4 separate regions of the Sus scrofa genome follow, and all the other regions are linked to region 2. A link is a contact called in public Hi-C and promoter capture Hi-C data. All regions are on one chromosome and are shown on one strand. The core of a region is the stretch at or near the end of the contact, and the rest is flanking DNA. Distances in the headings are between cores, read along the strand shown. Region 1 holds the start of ZDHHC9 (palmitoyltransferase ZDHHC9). Region 2 holds the start of BCORL1 (BCL-6 corepressor-like protein 1). Region 3 holds the start of ELF4 (ETS-related transcription factor Elf-4). Region 4 holds the start of UTP14A (U3 small nucleolar RNA-associated protein 14 homolog A).

Region 1 (5,826 bases), core at 232-2,731, 110 kb before region 2:
TACTTTGTTTTGGAAATGAGTAAAGTCAAGACCAAAGAGGGGAAATTACTTATCTAGGGTCACAAGGCCACAAGGCTAAGCCAAGAAAACAAACAAGTCTGTTGACTTTCAGGCCAGGGCACTTTCCACTCTACCATATTGTTTTATAATCATCATGAAGAGGACTCTGAAAATAACAGTAAGAATCTCTATTCTTAAGGAACCATTCTCTCCGCTTCTCCACTTCTTCACTTTCTTTCTTCAATTAGCCGGTCAAATATGAATCACACCAGCGAACAAGTCATCCTCTGGCAGAGCTAGGAGGTTTTGGACATTCTGTACACAAACCCAGGTTGTATTTACTCAAAACAGATTTCCCCTAATCAAACCCTCCTAACTTCCTGAGTCTGGGAAATGAACCAATCTTGCTGGTCTAGCCTAACATTTGTGGGACTCTTAATGAAACCACATCACAAACCTGTAGGTGAAAGGCTGCCTGAAGCAGGAGAGGTTCTGATAGGGCTGGAGGGCGGGGGAGGGATAGCAGCAGTTAAGAAAAGTCATAAGGGTGCTTTCTGGGACATTTCGGAAGTACCATCTCCACTTAGCATCCTGAATCCCCAGACCTTTCTCTGCCAAGGCCACCCTTCTCTCAGGTGTGGTGCTGTGGCCTCTATTTACTGATACCACATGCCCAGTGCTGGCAAGAATGAGGTGGAAGCCTGCAGCCCGACTGACTGATGAGAAACAACCAACTTGAAATCATTCCCGGGCTGGAGAGGGCAAGGGTCCAAAGAGAACCTAGGAGCTGAGCAGGGAAAGGAGAGGGTGGAAGGCTTGGGAAAAGGGAGGGGGCACCAGAGGTGCAGTTAACACTTCCTTTGTGTAAAACTAACCTGGAAAACAATCTCCTCCTAATAAACCAGCCCAGCGGGAGCAGAGAGACCAGGAAGGAGGAGAGCTGGGCCTGGCAGAACAAAGATCAAAATCCGTCGAGAACCAGGGACCGGCCCAGCGGCCCGAGATCCGAGGCCAGAGTTCGAGGCGGACCGGCGGCGGGCGCGGCCTCGGGAGGCCCGCCCTGCCTCGGCCACGCCGCCGACCACCGCCCCGGGCAGGTTGGGACGCGCGCCACCTCCGCACGCTCGTATACACTCACACACGCCCCGCCACGTGTAGTCACCCTCAGCCGCGGGCTCGGCAGGCGCGGAGCCCGAGAAGGGCAGGGCCAGGTCCGCGCGTCCCGGTGCAGCGGAGGGGGCGGCAGCCCACCACGCGGCCGAGCTCCGGAGACCCCCACCCCCACTCCTTGTTACCTGAACCCCGGAGAGCGAACTCAGCGGGGAAACGAGGCCAGGAAGTGCACTATCCCAGGGGACCGCGTCGGCCGCCCGAGGTGGCAGCGACTACTCCCCAGCCCGAAGGCTGCCTCCTCCTGACAAGGGGCCCCAATGGTCCGGGCCCTAAACCAGCTGTGGCAACCGCCCACCGCTGGCCGAATGGAACGCTCCTCACGTCACCAGGTCGTTCCAGTAGTTGCTCGCCCTCCATTGGCTGATCGGCCTCGGCGCCTCCGCCCCTGCCACCCCAGCTCCGAACTACCATTGGCTGACCCAAACGCCACTCGACGATGCCTCCGCCCCACTCCCCCACCCATCTCCCGGCTTCGTGCCCACCTGCCAAGCCACTGGCAGCCTCCCTCTGGCGTCTGAGCGGCAGTGTGTGGAGTGTCGCTTTCTAATAATATAGTTCCGCAGAGACTGGGGTGAAGGTTAGTGCCGATGGGACCAGGAGAGACCGGGGGCCAGCCTCCCCCCACACGCATGGTGAGACGCTGAAGCAACACGGGCTCGCAGATCCGGGTGCTCACCCCAAACTAGGTCCGCCCTGGGCCTCTCCAGCCCTATTTGCATGAAATCAACCGCGACTCGGAATTTTACTCCTTACCGGCGTAAAAACGAGCCCTCTGCCTCCCAAGTCCCATTCATTAATTAGGGACCCCACCTCTTGTTCTAGTCACCCTGGCCTGCAACTCTAAGGCTTTCGGAACAAAACAAACGAAAAAGGAACGTGAAGGGGATAACTGTGCCCAAGAACGTCAAATCTCTTTGCAGTATCGTAAACAAAAAAAATTGACAGTGACGGGGTTAGAGAAACTCTACTGACAGGAAGTACATTCATCCAGGTAGATAATGAAGTAGCTTGCCAAAGAGCTTGTAAATTACTACTAGCTTTGAAGAGCTTGTGATAATGGGGCGGGGGAGCGGGTATCTAAGGCAGAATCTCCACCCACCAACCACATTCATTCTTTCCTTCAATAACCTGCCCCCGCAGTTATTGCCACAGTGAGCCGCTGCTACTGATCTGAGTGCGCCTCATCCTTTAGACGGTCAAGGTTGGAGTGGGGAAAACAATGGAGAACCACCGAACCAATATTACACAGCAGACTTTAAAAGATACAAGGTGGGGAGTTCCCGTTGTGGCTCAGTGGTTAACAAACCCGACTAGTATCCATGAGGACGCGGGTTTGATCCCTGGCCTTGCTCAGTGGGTTAAGGATCCCAAGTTGCCCTGAGCTGTGGTGTAGGTCGCAGACGGGCTCGGATCCTGCGTTGCTGTGGCTGTGGCATAGGCCGGCAGCTACAGCTCCGATGAGACCCCCTAGCTTGGGAACCTCCATATGCTGCCGGTGCGACCCTAAAAAGATAAAAATAAAAGACACAAGGTCTGTTTCCACTAGTATGGCTCTTGGTTTCCAAATATAAGAGGAAATATGAGAAAGGGCTGAAGGTGGCCTTTCCTTACCTGTCACACTGTTGGAGAGAATGTCCAGTTGTCAGCTATTTTCCTGAGTTTGAATAAAGTTGCTCTAGGGCGAAGGCATTTGCAATTAATAAAAAAAGAGGGGGGGGGAGACTGTCAAAGCAGTTTTTTGTGTTAGGTGAAGGACCAGGTACATGGTCAAGAGCTATTCCTCCTTTTACAGGATTTGGGTCCCACAGTGATATGAAGCAAAATGCTACCTAATGATAATTACATTTGATACTTTCATGGCACCCTTCAATCAAAAATTTTAAAGGATTAAAAAAAATCACTAGGTAATTCTCTCATGAGAGAGATGTGTTCTAATTAATTTGTAGGGGAAAGCATGTCTTTATAAAGCTTCTGTTGTTCCTCAGTACTCATGCTAACTATCATCATCGGTTTAGTCTTTATAAACCATATGATCAGTATCATTGCCTCCAATTCTCCCCTTTGAATCCAGGAGGGTGCTGGGATTGCACACACTTGGTATGGAAGGGAGAGGAACATCCCTCAGCCCCATCAGGCCCCTGAATTCCCAAGCCTGTGTACACCAAATGCCCTTAGGAATGAATGGCACAGTCACCCCAACTGCCATCCTCCTGACTGGGGAGCAGACAAAAATAAACCTCTGCAACACCCAAACATACTTTATTCACATCTCAGGCACAGGTGAAGTCCAGGGAGTCCTGGAATCGATGTGTCACAGCAACACATTCCTGAGATCTGCCCCTCCCTGCTCCAGGTCACATTTCCTCTGGGATTAAGTGGCTGTGTAGGTCAGGCCTGTTGTTTTTTCAATCTCTTATTATTGGTGCTCACCTCTAAAAGAAAAATAAAGAAAATTGATATAGACCCACATTCTATACCAAGTCCTTCTATGTCATTCCATCATTTTATATAATTCTGAAAGTCTGGATATACACACCCGACTACATTGACTATAAACTAAGATTGTTTCTTGTTTTTCTTTTCTTTTTTTCTGTTCTCTTTTCCACAAACCTCTAGACTTTATGCATTCAAATTAGTGTTGGCTCCTTTGAAGGGAAAGGTACGGTCACATGGTGAGCACTTGAAACACCACGGAATAAAGGTATAGGCTTCCATTGTGTGGCCACACACTTTCTGGTGTGCTTGTTTAAAAATACCTGTCTTCCTATTTATGGTTCCTGTGTGAGTGTGGGTTTGTGGTGTGTAGGTGTAAAGTGCTGTTTGAACAAACTCCGATCCTGAGTGCCACCACTGGGTTGCAGCTTGCCTGTAAGCGTTGCTCCAGACATCTATCCTGTAGACACCCAGAGACCCATCTGGTACTGTATCCAAGAACACACCCTAAAACTTAGTTCCCATCCTGCATTCAAGCACTCACTCTCTCTTTCTCTCTCTCTCTCTTTTTTTTTTTTTTTTTGGCTGCACCCACAGCATGTGGAAGTTTCGGGGCCAGGGATCAAACTCGCACCTCAGCATCGACCCAAGCTGCTGCAGAGATAGTGCCTGATCCTTAACCAGCTGTGCCACAGTGGGAGCTCCCAGGCTCTTGAAGGCCCTTTTTTAAAATTTTTATTTACTTTTATTTTTTTAATTATTAAAAATAATTTTTTTAGAGCCACACCTGAGGCATATGAAAGTTCCCAGGCTAGGGGTCGAATTGGAACTGCACCCGCTGGCTTACACCACAGCCACAGCAATGCCAGATCCTTAAGCCAATGAGCAGAGCCAGAGCTCGAACCCGCATCCTCATGAATACTAGTCAGGTTCGTCACCAAGGAGCCACAACAGGAACTTCAGCCCCTTTTTTTCTATTTACTTTAGCCTCAACTCTTACATGTCCCCTTGCTCTCTTTCCCACCTGTGTCCCTTCCCACCTGACCTACTTGGCCTGCTCTCCTTACTTTCTGCTATAAATAGATGTATATTTGTAGAATAAATTGATGAGCAAACAACCACAGGACACTCTGTCCACATGTGACTAACCAGTACTCTTAAGCAATAGTTGTTTTCCTGAGGTCTGGGCTTCTATCCCTGCCTCAGGAGAGGCAGGATGTTATACATAGTAGAAAGCTCAAAAACTTTACAGCCAGACAGATCTAGGTTCAAATCCTGCCTCTGCTACTTGGTAGCCTGTGTAAACTTTGGCAAGTAATTTCTCCTTTCTAAGCAAATTTCCTCATCTATAAAATAGAGCTAATGCCTACTTCACAGGATTATAAAAGGGATTGGAGAGGATGTGTGTTACACGCCTGGCATGTGGGAGGATCGCAAGCAATGTTGTCATTTTTTGGCCACGCCCACAGCACATGGACGTTCCCAGGTCAGGGACTGAACCTGCACCACAGCAGCAACCCAAGCCCCTGTCTATGGAGACAATGCCAGATCCTTCACCCGCTGTACCACAAGGGACCTCCCAATGGTGTACGTTATAATGACGTCTGTAGGCACCTGTCCTTTCCCACCTCCTTCCTTTATCTGCGCTGCTGACTGGGGGTAGAAAGGTAAGAAGGAGACCCATTCTTCACTTTGTTGAACCCATTTCATCCATGTGCCGCGTGTTTACATAGCCTCTAAATTTGTCCTGGAAAGTAATCCTTATCTCCCGTGGTTTCCCGGTCCCCAGGGAACCCCACTCCTGATTGCAAAAAGCTTGGGCTGTAATCTTGTTCTAGATGGAGGGCTGCTCGCTAGCCACCACCAGCCCAAGTGAATCCTCAACATCGCCTCCACATTTGTCCATTTCCACAGATGAGCGAGCTCAATGGCATCGCTTTCATTACACACCTTCTGTGTTCATGTCACTGTGCTGGGATTGTGGGCTCCTGTTAGAGACTGCGAAGCACCTTTAAGATGCCACCATGTGAAAGCCATACATCCAAAACCCCGATAAAAACTGTCTGGGTGGGAGTTCCCTTCGTGGCTCAGCAGTTAACAAGCTTGACTAGGATCCATGAGGATGCAGGTTCAATCCCTGGCCTCGCTCAGTGGGTTAAGGATCTGGCATTGCTGTGAGCTGTGTGGTGTAGATTGCATACGTGGCTTGGATTCTGTGTT
Region 2 (5,565 bases), core at 1,633-4,132:
TGATACTCAGGGGCATCCCCATGAGGGAGGTAGGACAGGTGCATTAGAGCAAGGGGAAGACCTAAAACACAGTACCTGGCATCAGGCTGGCAGTACTCAAATGTTAAGGCTTGCTGTGGTCTAGCTGTCAATGAGACAGGATTAGGATTTGGTCCTTAGAATTTTTCAACCAATGCTCTTTCCATTACACCAAGCTGCTTCTCTGAGTTCAGCTGTTATTGATGGGAGAAACAATTAGGAAAAAAAAAAACTAGGAGTTTCCTGGTGGCTCAGTGGTTAAGGATCTGGTGTTGTCCTGGCTGTGACCCTGGTTACTGTTGTGGCGAGGATTTGACCCCTGGCCTGGGAACTTCTGCATGCTGAGGGCGTGGCCAAAAAAACCCCAAAACCCCAACCAAAAAAAAGTCTGCCTGAAAAGGAGTATTTTGACGTGAAATGGAAGCCCTATACCATTAAAAAGAGCTCTGGATGTGGAGACAAGACTGCTGGAGTTGTCCTGGCTCGGGAACCCACTAGCTATGGGACCTTGAGCAAGCTACTCATAGCTGTTCCTGGACTCAGTTTCCTCAATTACAAAATCAAGAGTTGGAGTGAGCAACAAATGAAACAACACAAGTGAAAGGACTTTGTAAACACTGTAATGGTGTACAAAGGTAAAGTATTATTATGATGATGTTGTGGTTCTAGCCTCAAATAAAATAATCATTAATATCTACATTCTTTACAAGGTTTCCCACAGCTCTCCCCACCCTGCTCCTTAGTTTCCCATCATCTCCTGTAGGGCAGGAAGTGTGGCCCCCAACAGGAAAGGGCTCAGAAAAGCTAGAGCTTCAGCCAGGAAATAACCATCTTGCCCCAACCTTCATTTCGCCAGATAAATGATGCAGCCAAATGGTGAGACACAAACAAGTGGGAACAGAGGTGTCTAGAATCTGTTTCAGCCTCAAGCCAAGGAGCAAAGTAGCCCTAAGGCCCTAAGGGCCTTAAGAGACATAGAGATTCAGTAATTACCAGATTAATTAAAATCAGTGAAGACAGCCAATTTAAATCAAAGCAGAATTGGTGGGGCCTGCATTATCAGGCCCAATAGAGGCAATTTCCTCCCCCCCTTAATAATGCATTTTAAGTTCATATGTTGATTAGCTTAAACAAATCTTTGTCCAACCTTCACTTTCCCTTGGTGCAACTTAGGCCAAATGCTTTTTAAGGTGTGTGTGTGTGTGTGTGTGTGTAGCTCATGACAGGGTGGGAGTGGTCAAGTAAAATAACCAATGAAGAAGTTCCCAAAGCAAAGTAAAATGGCAAGTGGTATGTCTACATTGTTGGCCATGGATTTTGAGGTTGGTGAGGACAAGCAAGAGGGATCAGAGACACTCGGACAATAGCAAAGCCACTTCAGCCTTAGTGGCTTGCCCTCCTCCGCAATACTCACACACATCCTTCAAACCAGGTGAGGGAGACATATCAGGCAAGTCTCAACTGCCACCTCTAAAGTCCTTCCAAAGGAGAGAAGACACCCTGTAGCTTAAAGATGGTACCTCTGGGCCTAGGACAAAGGAGGGGGGTGGGGAGGATGAGGAGGAAGACATTAATCCTGCAGGGCTTCCTTCTAGTTCAAATCACCCTCTGGCTTCCTTAGTATAGATAAATGTATAATAAATAATATCAATATATCTGCACATAAAGATTTTTTTTCAAATTCCTGCTATTCATTGCACATTCCATTTACAAAGCCCTGAACCCTCCAGGAACTGCTGGCCACCTCCCCTAGTACTCTCTAGGCTGAGGAGATGCCTTTGAAGTCCCCACCACGGACTCAGGGTTGGAGCTGCTAAGAAACACCCTTAGACTGAAAGCAAGTCTGCCGGCAGCTTCAGCTCCATCGCAAGCTGCTCTCTTCCTCCGAGTTAATGTAAAGTCATCAGAGTTCCAATGTGGACCGCAGGCTTCTCAGCCCTTCAGTCCTGGGGATAGCCTGGGATGTAAACACAAACGAGGATTTATTTCTTTGGCCAGGCAAGGAGTCGTTAGGGTAAAGGGTAGGGGTCAAGGGGTTCAGTCTGATGACTGAGGAGCCCCGGGAAAGCGGGCAGAAGCCCAGCCCTCTTCGAGCCAGGTTTTCGGCCCAAGTCGTGCAGGCTTCCCCCTTTACAGACCTTTCGTCCCCCTCCTCCTTCCTCCCTCGGGCCTCTCGCTCCTGCCCACCCCACCCCCCCGCGCGCCCCCGATGCCTCCACGCCCAGGCCGAGGGCTGCCCTTTGGAGGTCTGCCCGGTGTGTGTGTGGGGGGGTGTTGCAGCCCGGGAGGCTGCCACGAAGGGTGGGCCGCCCCGGAGACGCGAGGCGAGGCAGCGAGCCCCGGCATTTTCCCTTCCCCAGCACCTGTCCCACTTCGGCGCCGGGGCCGGGGCTGCACCCGCGGGCGGCCTCAGTGCCAGAGCGCCGGAGCCACGCACCGAGGTCGCCCGGGTTAGGGAAGTGGGGGACCGGGGGAGGGGCGGGGCGTCCGGCGGGGGCGCCCCCCCGCAAGCAAGACCCTACCCCCCAATACACTGAGGCTAAACCGAGAGAGAGAGAGAGACAGAGAGAGAGAGAGAGAGAGAGAGAGAGAGAGAGAGTCACATAAAGCTCGAGCGAAAACGTTCGCTCTCCGACCCCGTGCGGCGTTGCTCGCCCCCCCTCCTTCCTGGAGCCAGGGGCTGGCCGAAGAAGGTGGCTCCGTTCTTCCCCCGTGGCCAGTGCGGGGTCTGCGGCTGCCCGGCGAGGTTCCGGCTTCCCCGGGGCTGGCAGGGGGAGCCCCGAGAACTGCAGGCCCGCCCCCCCTTCCTCCTCCTCCTTCCCCTCCTCCCCCACGTGTCCTCCCGGAGCCCAGCGGCCTGATCCCAGCACCCCCCCCACCCACCCCGCCACCTCCCTCCTCCTCCCGCTTCGCCAGCTTCCCCGGCAGCGTGGAGAAGAGCAAAGTTGCGACAGGGGCCAAGGGGCTATGCCCAGGTGAAGGGGGCGCCGTGGGGGGGGGCGCGGCCCTGTGGCGGGGGCGGAGGGAAGATAAAGAAACTTGTTTTCCGCGGCCCCCACCCCGCGCGGGTTCGGGTCTTGCGTGGACCGAGCCCTCGTGGCGAGACGCGGCAACGCCGCCGGGACCGAGGCCGGCACCGGGATCCGGACCCGGACCGAACGCCTGAGTCGGCTCGGCGGGCGCAGGCAGCGGGCCAGGCCGGCACCCAGGCAAGGGCGGGGTGGGTGGCCGTACACCGGACCGAACCGGGGACTCCGGTGGCCTGGGCGCTGGCCGAACCCGGACCGGGCCGAGTTGGGTGGCGAAGTAGGACGTGGATTCGGGGGCGGGGCGCGGCGGGAGGGGGAAACCAGGCCCGGCCGGAGTGGCCTGGGCGTGGGGGCGGGGGGCGAGTTCGGGGCACTTGCTGGGCTCGGGACCGAGCGGTAGGGCGGGGCGGCGCTAGGGGCTGGGCCGGACCCGCGGGGAGAGGGCGAGGGGAGGGGGAGCCGGGGGTGGAGTAGGGGCGTGGAGTTGCGAGCGGGGTCTGGCCTCGGCCGGGGGCGAAGGTAGATCGGCGGGGCCGCCAGCGGAGGGAGGGAGGCCCGCGGCAGCGCGGCGGCGGCGAAGGCCAGCTTCCGCGGAGTTTGTGCCCGGGCTTCCCGGGCTCCGGCCGCCTCACGCGCACAAATGGGTCTAGGGGATTGACTGGTAAGCAACTACGAGTGTTAGACGGTGTTCGGCGGCGATTCCGGGAAAAGCGAGGAGAGACACTGTCTGCAATTATGCCGCACCCCCCCACCCACCTCTTTAGCATCTGGATTCTGCTCTCAGGGGGCCGCGGACCCTCCCTGCCACAACCCTTTCACTCTCCAGCACTCCCACCGACTCCCCCCACCTCCTCGGCCATCTGACTCTTCTAGGGGTGTGTGTTTGGGGGTGGACGACGGCGGGGGGGGTATACTTTTTCTCTCGCGGCGGCAGCCTAGTTCGTATCTTATTCCTACATGTAGCGTCGCTACGAGTCGCGTGGACATTGGGGTTTGGATAATCTACCCCCAACTAACTCCCCCCTCCAAGCGATTTGATGGCTTTTAAGGAAAGAGACGAATCCCTGGATTTCCACGCCTGGGATGAGGTTTAAGGATTGGGATTCATCCCCAGCTCACTTCAATTACCAACCCCTCTTTTCTTGTGAGCCATTTCCACGGGGATCCGAACTTGAAGGGGGGGAACGGGAGTATTAATGTTCTTCTCTATCTCTACACAGGGTCGGTGTGGCCAAGGACGGCTAGTCTCGGAGGGAAAGTAGCCACCAGTCCAACTCCGGTCACCCCCACTATTACTTCAGTGAGGGGGCAACGCCAAGAAGGGGATTTTGGTGGGTAAGGGCCCAGTATACGGGAGGGGGCTGGGTAGTCTCCCCCGATGGACTCCCTTTCTTGGCGGGGAGCGAGACGCGAGCCCCGGCTTCAAGGGAGGGGTTCCGGGGAGGGAGGTGGGGGGGTGGCGACGGGGGGGCGGGAAGAAGGGGGGAGTCACGCCCTGCCAGCAAGGGGAGCCTCCCTCAGGCCCCTGGGAGAAGGGGACTGAATGCGTCTGCTCTGTGCTGCGGGGCAGGAGAGATCTGGGATCTCTGGATTTGCACACTGGATCCAGCACCGGTGGCCTGAGAAAGTCAGGTCGGGGCATAAGGTGGAAAGCGTTGGAAGAAAGAGAAACCCCTGGCCGTGGGGCACTGATCTTTTCCCTTCCTCAACCTCCCCCTTCGTGGGGCGTACGGGGGGGGCGTGGGGTTCCTGCAGCCCCTCGGATTGAGCGCCTCCGCCTCTCCTGGGAGTCTAGCTTTTTGCCCGGCTTGCTGCAGCCACTGCTGCCTCCCTCTCCGGAATCCGCTCGGTCCTCGCAGCGATCCCCTCCTCCTCCCCTCCCCTCCCAGTGTCACCGGGGCTGCTTGGCTCTGCCCCCTTCGCCGCCGCTTGCTCCCTGCTTTCGTCCCTCCCTCTCTTGCTCGCTCCCTCCCTTCGCCTCCTCCTCCCCATTCCTCCCCCCCCCGCACAGGCGGCATTCTGGGAGCTGTAGTCCCGCGGAGCGGGGGCTGGCGCCGCCCGCGAACCCGATCGGACTCCACTTCCCGGCGAGCCCTGCGACCGGCACCCACTCCACCAGGCTTCGCTCGCACACACAGACACACACACACACCGCTCTCCCCCTCACTCTTTCGCTCGCCGCGGCTGCTGCCAGTGTGTGGCTCTGTCTCTCCTCCGCTTTGCTGAGCCCTCCCTTCTTCCTCTCAGTTCCTAGAGTCCGACCGCCGCCGCCGCCGAAAGAGAGGAGAAGGAGGTCGGTGGCGATAAGGGGCGGAGGGGGCATCAGATCGGGGTAGTATTAGGCGGGTGGTGGCTCCGAGGGGGTAAGAGGGAGTCCGGGTGGCGGCCTGAGCCTCCCCGCGGAGCCGACTCGGGAACAGGTGCGTCTTTTTTTTCTCTCCCCCAACCCCTCCACCCCTTTTGAGTCCCCGGCTTTCTCGTATCCCCCACCCGCTTCTTTCTACCTTCAGCCTTTCCC
Region 3 (5,106 bases), core at 847-3,346, 110 kb after region 2:
CACTTGCGAGGCAGTCTCTTCCCCACATTGGCCAGGATAGTTAAGTCCTAAACTGTTCCTGCTGTGGGTCCACTGAATTAATGGTCGAGAAAGCCCCTTATAACTGGTAAAAACCCTACGTAACAATCTGCCAGGAGGAATTTGCATTCTTGCCCTGCAAAGGTGATCCTGGGCATTTTCAGTGCCAAAGTGCCCTGTCTCCCCACAGGGAAGAGCTAGATCTGATCCCTTCGCCACCCCACCCCCCCACACAAGGCTGACACTCAGGCCAGGGGTTAGCTCGCAGGGGGTGAGTCCCTGATGGGCGTGCCCACCAGCTGTTGGGGCCAAGCAGTGGTGGCTCAGGCCCTGGGGTGGTGATCTCACTTCCGCTGCTACCTCCCCACCTCCCCAGCACTCCTCCCATATGAGGCCCCACCAGGCCAAAATCGAGAAGTCCAAGGTTAACTGTTCCTCCCCACTTTAAGAGCTAATTAAAATGATTAGCCACAACGAACTGTCAAACATTAACCAGAAGAAGCTGCAGGACCAGACAGGCTTCTATCTCGGGCAGAGGGATGAGGGGCAGGAATCAAACGGCCATCAAATCCCATGGCTGGGGTGTGGTGGGGGTGGTGGCGGGGGGTAGCCAGGGACAACCTGGCCAAGGCGCGGAGCCAAGGGGTCAGGAGGCGACTCTGGTCAGGAAGGCTGCATCCCGAGGGAAGGGCGGCAGAGTGAGGGTGCGATGGAGGGACCAGAAATTCAGAAAGCCGCCGCCTCAGCGGTCTCCAAAGGCAAGGCGCTGACGGTCGGGGACCGGCGCTGCGCGGCTGCTGCGTCCCCGAGCCGGCGGCAGAGGAGGGAACAGAGAGGCGGGAGAAGCCGGGAGAGCGGGAACGCGGGAGCGGGAAGGCTGGCGGCCGGCTCACACGGAAACTCTGGCCGCTGCCAAGAGGTCTCTATTTTGGCAATCCAATTATCCAAGTCATAGGTGTGTGTGTGTGTGTGTGTGTGTGTGTGTGTGTGTGTGTGTGTGTGTGTGTGTGTGTGTGTGTGTAGAGGCAGAGAGGGAAAGGGAAAGAGAGAGAGAGAGAGAAAGAGAGAGAGAGTGTGTGTGTGTGTTACCCTAAGGCGTCTGGTCCCAGAAGCCCTAGAGGCCGCCAGATCAATCTAGCAGCCCCGCCGCAGTGAGGCCCGACCTCCCGCCCTCGGGCCCCGAGCTTTGGGGGCCGGCTGTCACGATCGGCCCGGTCACGGACCCCGGGCTGCTCCGGGAGCGCGCAGACCGGCCCCCACCCTGACACGGGAAATCGATTCCGCTTCAAACCCGGGATCAGGAGTCCGGGTTCCCCACTGAACACGCGGTGGGGCGAGGCAAGGGCGGGACGCGACACGCCGCCGCTCTCCCACCCTTTCCTGGGCCCCCAACCCCTACGCCCCGGGGCGGCCCCGGCGTCCCCGATCCCGCCCTCAGGCAAACTTTCCGAGGTCCCCGAAGGCTCGGAGAACTGGCGCCATCGACGTACCTGAGGCCGAGAGGGCTCGGTCGTCAGGCCGGGGTCTAGCTCCCCGCTCCAAGGGCCGGGACGCCGATCCTCAGCCCCGCCAGCCCGCCTTCTCCCCTCAGAAGCCGGGCCCGGCGAGTGGAGCCGGGACCTCGGCGCCGGCGAAAGGAGAAGTGGAAGTTGAGCGCGGCGCCCGGTCGGTCCCCGCGGCCGCCGGGGCCACCGTCCCCCTCCCTCCTTCCCTCCCTCCTCTCCTCCCTGCCCGCCTGCCCCCGCGGCCCCGCGCCCGTGACTCACCTCGGCGCCGGGGCAGGCTGGTCCGGGCGGGCGAGGCGCAGGGCTCTCCCACACGTCGCGCCGCCAATGGCAAGTTGGAGGGCGAGATGCAAATACCAGGTGAGACGGCGGCGCCCCTGATAAAACGACTCCGGGGGGCGGGGTGGAGTGCGAGGGGAGCCGGGTGGACGCCGGGGAGGGCCAGGCCGGGGGAGGGGGCGGCGGGGGCGCCCGGGGAGGGGGCGCGAGCCAGCGGAGACCTGCACTCAGACAACCGAGCGAAAGGGGAAATTGCACTAGAGACACACACGTCCCCGCAGGCGGCGGCTGGGGCGGGCGCGAAGGAGGCAGGGCGGGAGGGAGGGAAGAGCCTGAGGGAGGGACCGACGGGAGGGACCGCGGGCGGGCGGGGTGGGGGAGGGCGCGAGGGAGGGACGAGGCGTCTTGGTGGAAACAGCGCCCCTCCACCCCCGGCCCGCCGCGGTCGCCAGCACGGCAGGGGGAGCCGTGCCAGGGGCCCGCGCGGCCTCTCCTTCCCCTCCCGGCTCGCTCGCCCCCGGGGGACCACGAGAACCCGGCTCCCGCAGAGCCCCACGGCGCGCGCCCAGCGTCCCTCACGCGGCGCTTCCCGGGGACCCCCGCAGCTCCCGGCGGGGAGCCCCCACACAATGCCTCGCGGAGAAAGCCACTCCATTCCCGGGGTGGGGGGACGGGGGCGGGGGGGGCTCCGGGTGGCTGTGTCCGGCCCCCTCGGCCTGTGGGCTCCACTCGCTTGACGCCTTTGGCCCTGCGCTCCAGATTATTATTGAGCGCCTGCTGTGTGGCGGACCTGGCGTGAGGGCGGGCCAAGCGGGTGGGTGAGGCCGGGAGATGCCCAGAGGATACAATTCGGGATGGTACGCCAGACACCGCGGGATCCCAGGCCAATGCATCGTGCACTGGGCGTGACTAGAGAGTTTGGGGGATTTCTTAGGGAAGTGGAGCCTAGGGCTCCCAGTGGGCGAGGCCAGGAGGATATGAATGGGGGGGAGGGTTGGGGGGAGAGGGGCCGGTGCAGCAGGTGCAAAGGTGGCCAGAGTTGGGGTGCTGGGAAAAAAGCTCGTGTCCCTCTTCTGTCCAAAGCCAGGCTGCTCTGCTTAAGGCACCCACTTGAACCCCAGTCTCCCATTCTACCTCCCCCTTACCCTCTCCTCTGACCTGCCCCAGCAGCCCTACCAGCTACCCCAACCTGATCCCACAGCCAGGAGGTTCTAAGCGGGGGGAGTTGGCTGGGAATTGTCACTTCTTATGGCTCTACATGGTCTGGGGGAGGGGCCCAGCCAGGCCTCAGGCCGGCATCTCCTTGGCAGAAAGCAGCAAAGCGGAAAGGGCCCCAGGGGAGGAGGCCCTGTGAGAGGTGGGGGTGGTCCGAGGGCCTGAGGTTCAGGGATCTGCTCAGCCACCAGCATCTGTCTGCTTCCCCAGCCGCAGGAAAGGATAGTCCCTGGCACAGCACAGGGGAACAGGGCTGGTGGTGGATGATGGTGGGGAAGACAGCTGCAGAGTTTCCAGGGAAAGACCCAGGGGCTGGACTGGGGCACCGGGGCACCTTGAGACCTCTTGTCTACCTAAACCTAAGTCCCTGAATAAAGAGCCAAGAGCAATATTTCACTTGTAAGCAGGCACACTTTCCCCAGGGAATTCCAGGTTCTGGAGACAAACAATTTTCTGTTGTCCTCTTGCCAGTGAAGCCCCCTTCTCAAATTGTGGTAGGTTCCAGCCATCCTTAAGCCCCCTTTACTTTGATCCACACACACACACACACACACACACACACACCCCACTCCCATTTTGATGAGGGTTCTGTGGTCTCTAACATTCCAGGGTTCCTATTCCAGCAGCACCATTTACCGGCTGTATGTCTTTGGGCATGTTCCTTAAACTCTCCAGAGCCTCATTTTCCTCACTATTTATTTATTTATTGCTTTTTAGGGCTGCACCTCAGGAGCATGGAGGTTCCCAGGCCAGGGGTCGAACTGGAGCTACGGCTGCCGGCCTATGCCACAGCTCATGGCAACGCCGGATTCCCGACCCTCTGAGCGAGGCCAGGGATTGATCCTGCATCCTCCTGGATACTAGTCGGATTCCTTTCCACTGCACCACAACGGCAATTCCTCATTTTCCTTACTTTTAAATCGAGGATAATATGAATCTATTTCCCAAGGCTGTGGTGAGGCTTAAAAGATATAGCCTGTGTCTATGGCAGAGCCTGGTACTTAATAAGCCCTCAATAAATGTTAGCTGCTTTCAGCATCATCTCTTCTCACCTCATCTTTTCTCAACCCAGCTCTCAGGAGAAAGTCTGGCAGGGCTGGAAGCTTCTGAGGACTAATGGTGGTGCCTCCTATGAGTGTTTGTGGTTTAAACTAAGGTTGAAGCCTCAAGGCATGGAAGTGCCAGAGCTCTGAGAGGCCTTCCTCTTGGGAAGGGCAGGGAGAGAGGACAGCACAGTGGCGACCAATGCACGGTGGCAGGCCTTAATACCTGCTAGTGACCTGGAGCCCAAGGCTTGTGGGAATCCCATAAGTTCCCACCTGCTGCAGCTGCTCAGAACTAACCACAGCCCCAGGATCTGGGAGTTGCAGCCAAAGCAAACCCCACCCCCTTGATGAAAATCTGGTGCCGACTTCGCCCTAGGGAGCCATAGGCCACCTGAATGACCTTCCTGCCTCTATGGCGCCAGGTCAGCTGGGCTGCCCTTCCCGCTGCCCTTGCTGCTCCCCAGCCCTCCCCTACCTGGATCCCCGCTCTTGCTCTTACCCGCTGGGTGAGTCCCAGCCAGGTGGGGCTGCCGGCTGAGATCACCACTCCTGATGACAGCCGCGGTGTCTCTGCCAATGGCTCCCTGACTTGGCAGGAATTCCCCTTCTCGAGTTGCCTGTGGATGCCCAGGCTGTGCCATCCAGCGTGCGTGGTCAGCTTCTCTCCTTCCAGCCCTGCTCTCCCCACCTCTCCAAGCCCAACTCGGTCCTCTCTGGCCTCAGATGTGGGGTCCTTCCGGGAGCAGAGGGGCCTCCTGAGCGTGTGGAGCCTGCACAGGACCACCTCCCCGCTTCTGCGCTCAACTTGCCTTTCCGCCTTGGCTGCTTCCTCAGCCCCTCTGCCCCCTCTTTTAAGCAGTGCCTCATACCCTATGTTCTGCAAATCACCTCAGGTTCTCTGGAGACAAGGTGGCTGGTCGCTTCCCCCCCTCCCTTAACCCCTTAGCTTCGACAAATTCTATTCAAACCTGTGGCCAGAGCAAATACCACAGTGCCACAGCCTCTGTGGCCATGGCCCTTACTTTCCACCACAGACACATGCT
Region 4 (5,497 bases), core at 2,638-5,137, 69 kb before region 2:
AAATCTAAGCCAGTTGAATATAAACATACTTCTGTGTTGGGGGATGGGATATATTTTTTATTTTACTGTTGTCATTAATAGTTCTAATCAAGGAGTTCCCGTCATGGCGCAGTGGTTAACGAATCCAACTAGGAACCATGAGGTTGCGGGTTCGGTCCCTGCCCTTGCTCAGTGGGTTAACGATCCGGCGTTGCCGTGAGCTGTGGTGTAGTTTGCAGACGCGGCTCGGATCCTGCGTTGCTGTGGCTCTGGCGTAGGCCAGTGGCTACAGCTCCAATTCGACCCCTAGCCTGGGAACCTCCATATGCCGTGGGAGCGGCCCAAGAAATAGCAACAACAACAACAACAAAAGACAAAAGACAAAAAAAAAAATAAAACAAAATAAAATAAAATTTAGATTAGGGAGTTCCCTGGTGGCCTAGGGGTTAAGGATCCAGCATTGTCATTGCTGTGGCTGTGTATTCGATCCCTGGCCTGAGAACTTCCGCATGTTGCAGTGTGGCCAAAAACAATTTTTTTTTAAGATTATGTCACTCTTCTAAGTAACCCCTTTATTTGTGGCCCATTTTATGTAGAGTAACATCCAAATTCTACCATGGCCTAGAAGGCCTTTCAAGACCTGAACCCTGCCCACCTCTTCATCTGCTGTTATATTTACCTTCTTATTCACCTCCATTCAGCCACACTGGCCTTTCGGTTGCTAGAATATAACAAGTTCTTCCCAACCCAGGGGGTCTGGATATACATAGTTTCCTTTGCCCAAAACACTCAGCCCCAATTTTCCCCAGCTCCTTCTTGTACTTTAGGTTTCAGCTGTTCCATAATCCTACATAGAGGGAAATGGGGCAGCAATCTGGCTAGAGCCAGGAAGGGGTAGGACCTAAGGGACTTGTCTCAAAGCTGCATTTGCATAGCAAACACACTGTCTTTACTTAGATTAAGTATAAATCAATAAAAAAGTCAATGTTTTCTTAAAATGCTTTTATTCATACTTTATATAAGATTAAGAGAGCATCATCTGCCCATAAAAATATAATTTGGATTGCCTTGGGGAAAGCGGGAAGCAATTCCAACAGGTTGAAGAGGCAGATGGATGAAAGAGGCTTTTTTATTTTACCTTAAAAGTGATGAGGGTCAGAGTCCCTGTTGTGGCTCAGCGGTAACAAACCCAACTAGTATCCATGAGGACACAGGTTTGATCCCTGGCCTTGCTCAGTGGGTTAAGGATCCGGCATTGCCGTGAGTTGTGGTGTAGGTCGCAGACGTGGTTGGGGTCCCCTGTTGCTGTGGCGTAGACAGGCAGCTGTGGCTCCAATTGGACCCATAGCGTGGGACTTCCATGTACCGAAGGTGCAGACTGAAAAACACACAAAAAAAGTGATGAGGGTCTATTTGCATGGTTAAAGTGTGGGCATGACTGGGAGATGACTTGGAGTTCGCCTGTGGCCTTGAGGTTAAGGATTGGCAGTTGTCACTGCTGTGACATGGGTTCGATTCCTGGCCCGGGAACTGCTGTACACCAAGGACAAGGCTAAAAATAAATAAGCATTAGCATGACATGACTTATGTTTCTGGATGAAGAGAAAGTAAAGACTGAAAACCCTGTAAAAAATTATTAGAGCTGCAGTTCCCACCGTGGTGCAGTGTCTTCCGAGCACTGGGGGGTTTGATCCCTGGGCTGGCACAGTGGGTTAAGGATCTGGCCTTGCTAGGTCGAGATCTGATCCGTGGCCCAGAACTCCATATGCTGGGGATGACCAAAAATAAATAAGTAGATGAAAAATAATTAGAGCTAACACTTATTGAGCATTTTAATGTAGGACAGGTATTATTCTAAGGGCTTGCCATTTATTCTAGTATATATAGTGAGTGCATATTAATTTATTTAGTTCTCACAGCTATCCAATGTATTATTATAATTCCCATTTTAAAGATAAGGAAACAAAAGCACAGAGAGGTTAAGTGACTAACTCAAGAATAACAAAGCTCGTAAGCAGCAGAGATAAGATTCAAATCCAGAGTCCAGTTCAAAACCCATGCTCTTCGTCCACATGTTGTAATGTTCCCCTTTTATAGAAAACATGACAGCAACACATTCATGGGCTTGAAATTGCAAGGGTCTGATGCAAGGGCAATAATGATAGAAAGGCCGAGAGATTGGTGAGAGAGATTTAGTAAGTAGAACTGACAACGTGAGGGGACCACTGTAAAGCATAAGGGAGAGAGGAATCTAAGATGACTCGGGCTCTTTTTTAAATTTTATGGCAGCATCTGGGTGGAAGTTCCAGGCCAGGGATTGACTCTGAGTGAACTACACCACAGCTGTGGTAACAACAGATACTTTAACCCCACTGTGCCGGACAGAGAATGGAACCCACACCTCCACAGCGACTGGAGCCGCTGCAGTCAGATTCTTAACTCCCTGTGCCACAGCCAGAACTCCCTAACTCAGACTTCTGATTTAATTAACCGGATAGTTGATGGTGCCAGTCTTAGAGATGAGAAATACAGAACTCTGGTAGGGAAGATAGAAATCATTGAACACTTCACGGGTGACCTGCCTGTGGGATAAAAAGGATTGCCAGAAGGCAATCAGAGATAACTAGTCTGAGCTAAGAACGTGGGTTTTTGGAGTTCTCATACAAGTGTTAAAGGCTTAGGAAGAGCATGTGAGATAAACAAACCTCACTGAGTGCAGAACCTAGGGAACATCATTTAGGAAGTACAGAGAAAGTATCCAGCAAAGAAGAGAAGATGGTTACAAAGCTAAGACACCAGGAGAGTGGTGTCATAAAAGCCCAGGATGGAGTTTCCACCACGATAAAATTGTCTTTAATCCCACTAGAAAGTAGACTCTATAAAGTCATGGAACATGTCTGTTTTGTTCACCAATGTATCCCCAGTGCCAGGAGGCCTGGCACATAGTAGAAGGTCAAAAACATTCCCTGAATATGGCTAGGAAAACCAACCAACAGTATTGAATACCACAGAGTTCTGGGCAGACAAGGACAGAGAAGTGTTTTATTTAGGAGCCTCAGGTATCACTGACGATCTTGTCCAGAGCAGGTTCTGTGGAATGGTGGGGGGGAGAAAAGCAAAATGGGAGTGGCTTCGATGAATAAATGCCAAGCCTGTTTTCTTGTATTACTTTTCTACATTAAAAAAATTTTTATTTTCATTTATTTATTTATTTATTTTTGGCCACGCCCAGGCACCAATGGCATATGGAAGTTCCTGGGGCCAGGGATCAACCTGCAGGAATCGACCAGAAGCCGCTGCAGAGACGAGGGATCCTTAATCCGCTGCGCCACAGCCAAAATGCCCCATAATTTTTTTTAATTAAAGAAAAAATTCTTTTTAATTAAAGAAAAATTCTTAAAAGTTGATGGGAGATAAGGAAGTTGCGGCCACTGACACAGCCCATTCTTGGATGAAACTTTGTTACACAGGGAAGTAGGAACTCAGAGCTGCAATTACAAGGGGGCTCGAGGTGAAAGGGGATTTTTCCTTAAGAGAGGAAACTTGCTTTGTCCACCGTCGGATCGCCAGGGCCTAGTACAAAGCTGGCCATTTCCTGGGCGGTCAACCAAGCCTAGAGCTGGCCAGCGGCAGGCTCACAGGGCGCTGTCGATCACGGACGGACGCTAGAGCCTTTCCTTTTGGATCAGGTAGGGACAGGAAGGCTCAACCCAGTTCCTGACAGCGCAGCACCTTCGCACACCTGCGCCGCGTGGAAACCCGGGGCGAGGAGGATCGACTCTGGCACGCCCGCGAGTCGAGGGGTGGGTGGGGAAAGCAAGGCTCCGCCCGCTAAACAAGCTTTTATCTCCTGCCTCCAGGTTCCCCGCAAGCCCCTCCCGAAGTGGCTCCAGTTTCTCGCACGCCTCAGGGGCGGGCCGGAAGTGACGCACCTTGTCGCGCGTGATTGGCGGAAGCAGAAATTGCTTTGCGGCCGGCACGGAAATTGCTTTCCTTTCGGCTTCCGCTCCTGGCCCATGTGAGAGACAGGCTGCCGAGATGAGCGCGAGCCAGGCTGCGAAGAGGTGAGGGGTAGCAGACGGGAGGGGTGGGTCTGGGTCTCGTTGGAAGCCGGGTTCCCCGGCTTTTGAGAAATGGAGTCCTCCTTTTAACTGGCGACAGTTGTTCTCCTCCCAAGACCTCGCCATTCGTTACTATTTCCGTGATCCATCCTTTAGAGCTCTTTTAATTTAATTTAATTCGCCCCCTCTGCTCCTTAGCTTTTTAGTGTCATCCCGGTTGGTCCTGACGAGGCCTCTCCCTCTCCAGCTAAGTTAACATGTTGCACTTTCCTCGAGGAGTCACGTGACTCCTTTTTTCTGTAGCTGCTAGAGAGCGAAACCCTCCGCGCAGGCAGTGCCTGCATTATAAACTCCCTTTTTCTTGGAAACCTTTGCTAACTGTAGTCATCCACGACATTTTCTGTGATCGTTTATGCCTCCCCCAGGGGAAGTAAATACAATCTGTGCAGTAATGGTTACCTTGCGAAGATTGACATATACTGTTAGGTAATGGTAGACTATAATTTGTTTCTGGGTACCAGTCTCCCTAGTTAAGCACCTACTTTGTCAAACAGGCTCCAGGGAAAATGGTATACTCAGCTGCTTCCTTCCCATTTCCCGTTTCCCTATCCCAGAGAACAAGTGATCAAGATGTCACTTTTGAGTAAGCTGCAGCTATACAGATGTCTTCAGTGTGGAGGATGCTTATAAATATTAATGGTGGAATTGCCTTGCCTAGCAACAACGTCTTCTGCCACCTTAGGGTCTGACATTTTTACACCCCTCACCCCCAGAGGTCGGTGGGAAATGCGGTGGCAGTCAATCACCGAAGAGTGTTAGATCTTTTTCATTTGCATGCAGTTCTATATGGGTGCTACTAACCACTGCTCACCTCTTTCAGGTGATGCCTGCCTTCCGTGGTCTAAATTTATTGTCTTGACTAATTTCCAAAAATGCTCACACGGCTGGATTTGCACCTCTTCCAGGGGATAATCTGTTTTGTACTGAGAACTGAAGTTATGTTTTAGAGATTATTTCAATATAAGAAAAGTTATTTCAAGTGACACTATTTCCCTTTCGTCTCCTTTAGCAGCCTTCTGGCTTTAAGCCAACAGGAAGAACTAGAGGATTTGCCAAAAGACTACTCCTTGAGTACCAGTGAAGATGAGGTGGGTGACACTGGCTGCACTGCCTTCTCCAGTTTCCCTTCTGCCTCAAAATTAGGGTAAACTGAGGTTCCTGGAAAGGAAAGGGGTGGCAACATTGTTCATACTTGTTCAAATCTCACAAACAAATTACAGTTACAACTACCCAAAAGTAGAGCAGTTCCTACAAAACCTCACATAAGCCAGAATGGCATAAAGCAAAGAAGCAACTACCTGAGGACACATCTTGCCAATGGGTGGACAAAATAAATTAAGATAAAGCATGGATCCTCATAGAAACAGTTCTTTGGCAGTTTGATGCTGAGAGGCTGA

Evidence for each region. Promoter capture Hi-C pulls out the DNA fragments that hold promoters and counts their contacts. Hi-C and Micro-C count contacts between places; a contact is called where the count stands out from the background.
Region 1: a Hi-C map of skeletal muscle shows a contact between it and region 2, with 6 times the contacts expected there. The contact joins the promoter of ZDHHC9 here to the promoter of BCORL1 in region 2. A contact is called at or near these places in 1 of 5 promoter capture datasets (fetal liver) and 5 of 47 Hi-C or Micro-C datasets (embryonic fibroblasts, heart right ventricle, liver and 1 more).
Region 3: a Hi-C map of skeletal muscle shows a contact between it and region 2, with 5 times the contacts expected there. The contact joins the promoter of ELF4 here to the promoter of BCORL1 in region 2. A contact is called at or near these places in 4 of 47 Hi-C or Micro-C datasets (embryonic fibroblasts, epiblast stem cells and skeletal muscle) and 1 of 2 datasets of contacts at active chromatin or transcription factors (skeletal muscle).
Region 4: a promoter capture Hi-C map of fetal liver shows a contact between it and region 2, with 2.1 times the contacts expected there. The contact joins the promoter of UTP14A here to the promoter of BCORL1 in region 2. A contact is called at or near these places in 1 of 5 promoter capture datasets (fetal liver), 5 of 47 Hi-C or Micro-C datasets (fetal liver, heart right ventricle, liver and 2 more) and 1 of 2 datasets of contacts at active chromatin or transcription factors (alveolar macrophages).

Annotation. Positions count from the first base shown.
Region 1 is chrX:106,434,596-106,440,421 of Sscrofa11.1, forward strand. It overlaps ZDHHC9 (palmitoyltransferase ZDHHC9), which reads right to left and starts at 1,482. Exons shown (of 11, transcript XM_003135365.5): 1 at 1,296-1,482; 2 at 876-946.
Region 2 is chrX:106,544,872-106,550,436 of Sscrofa11.1, forward strand. BCORL1 (BCL-6 corepressor-like protein 1) reads left to right here and starts at 2,883. Exons shown (of 14, transcript XM_021080547.1): 1 at 2,883-2,993; 2 at 4,268-4,378.
Region 3 is chrX:106,659,244-106,664,349 of Sscrofa11.1, forward strand. It overlaps ELF4 (ETS-related transcription factor Elf-4), which reads right to left and starts at 2,097. Exons shown (of 9, transcript XM_003135369.4): 1 at 1,785-2,097. LOC106507037 (a long non-coding RNA gene) reads left to right here and starts at 1,774. Exons shown (of 4, transcript XR_002340829.1): 1 at 1,774-1,883.
Region 4 is chrX:106,475,141-106,480,637 of Sscrofa11.1, forward strand. It overlaps UTP14A (U3 small nucleolar RNA-associated protein 14 homolog A), which reads left to right and starts at 3,888. Exons shown (of 15, transcript XM_003135366.4): 1 at 3,888-4,043; 2 at 5,110-5,188. The coding sequence starts at 4,018.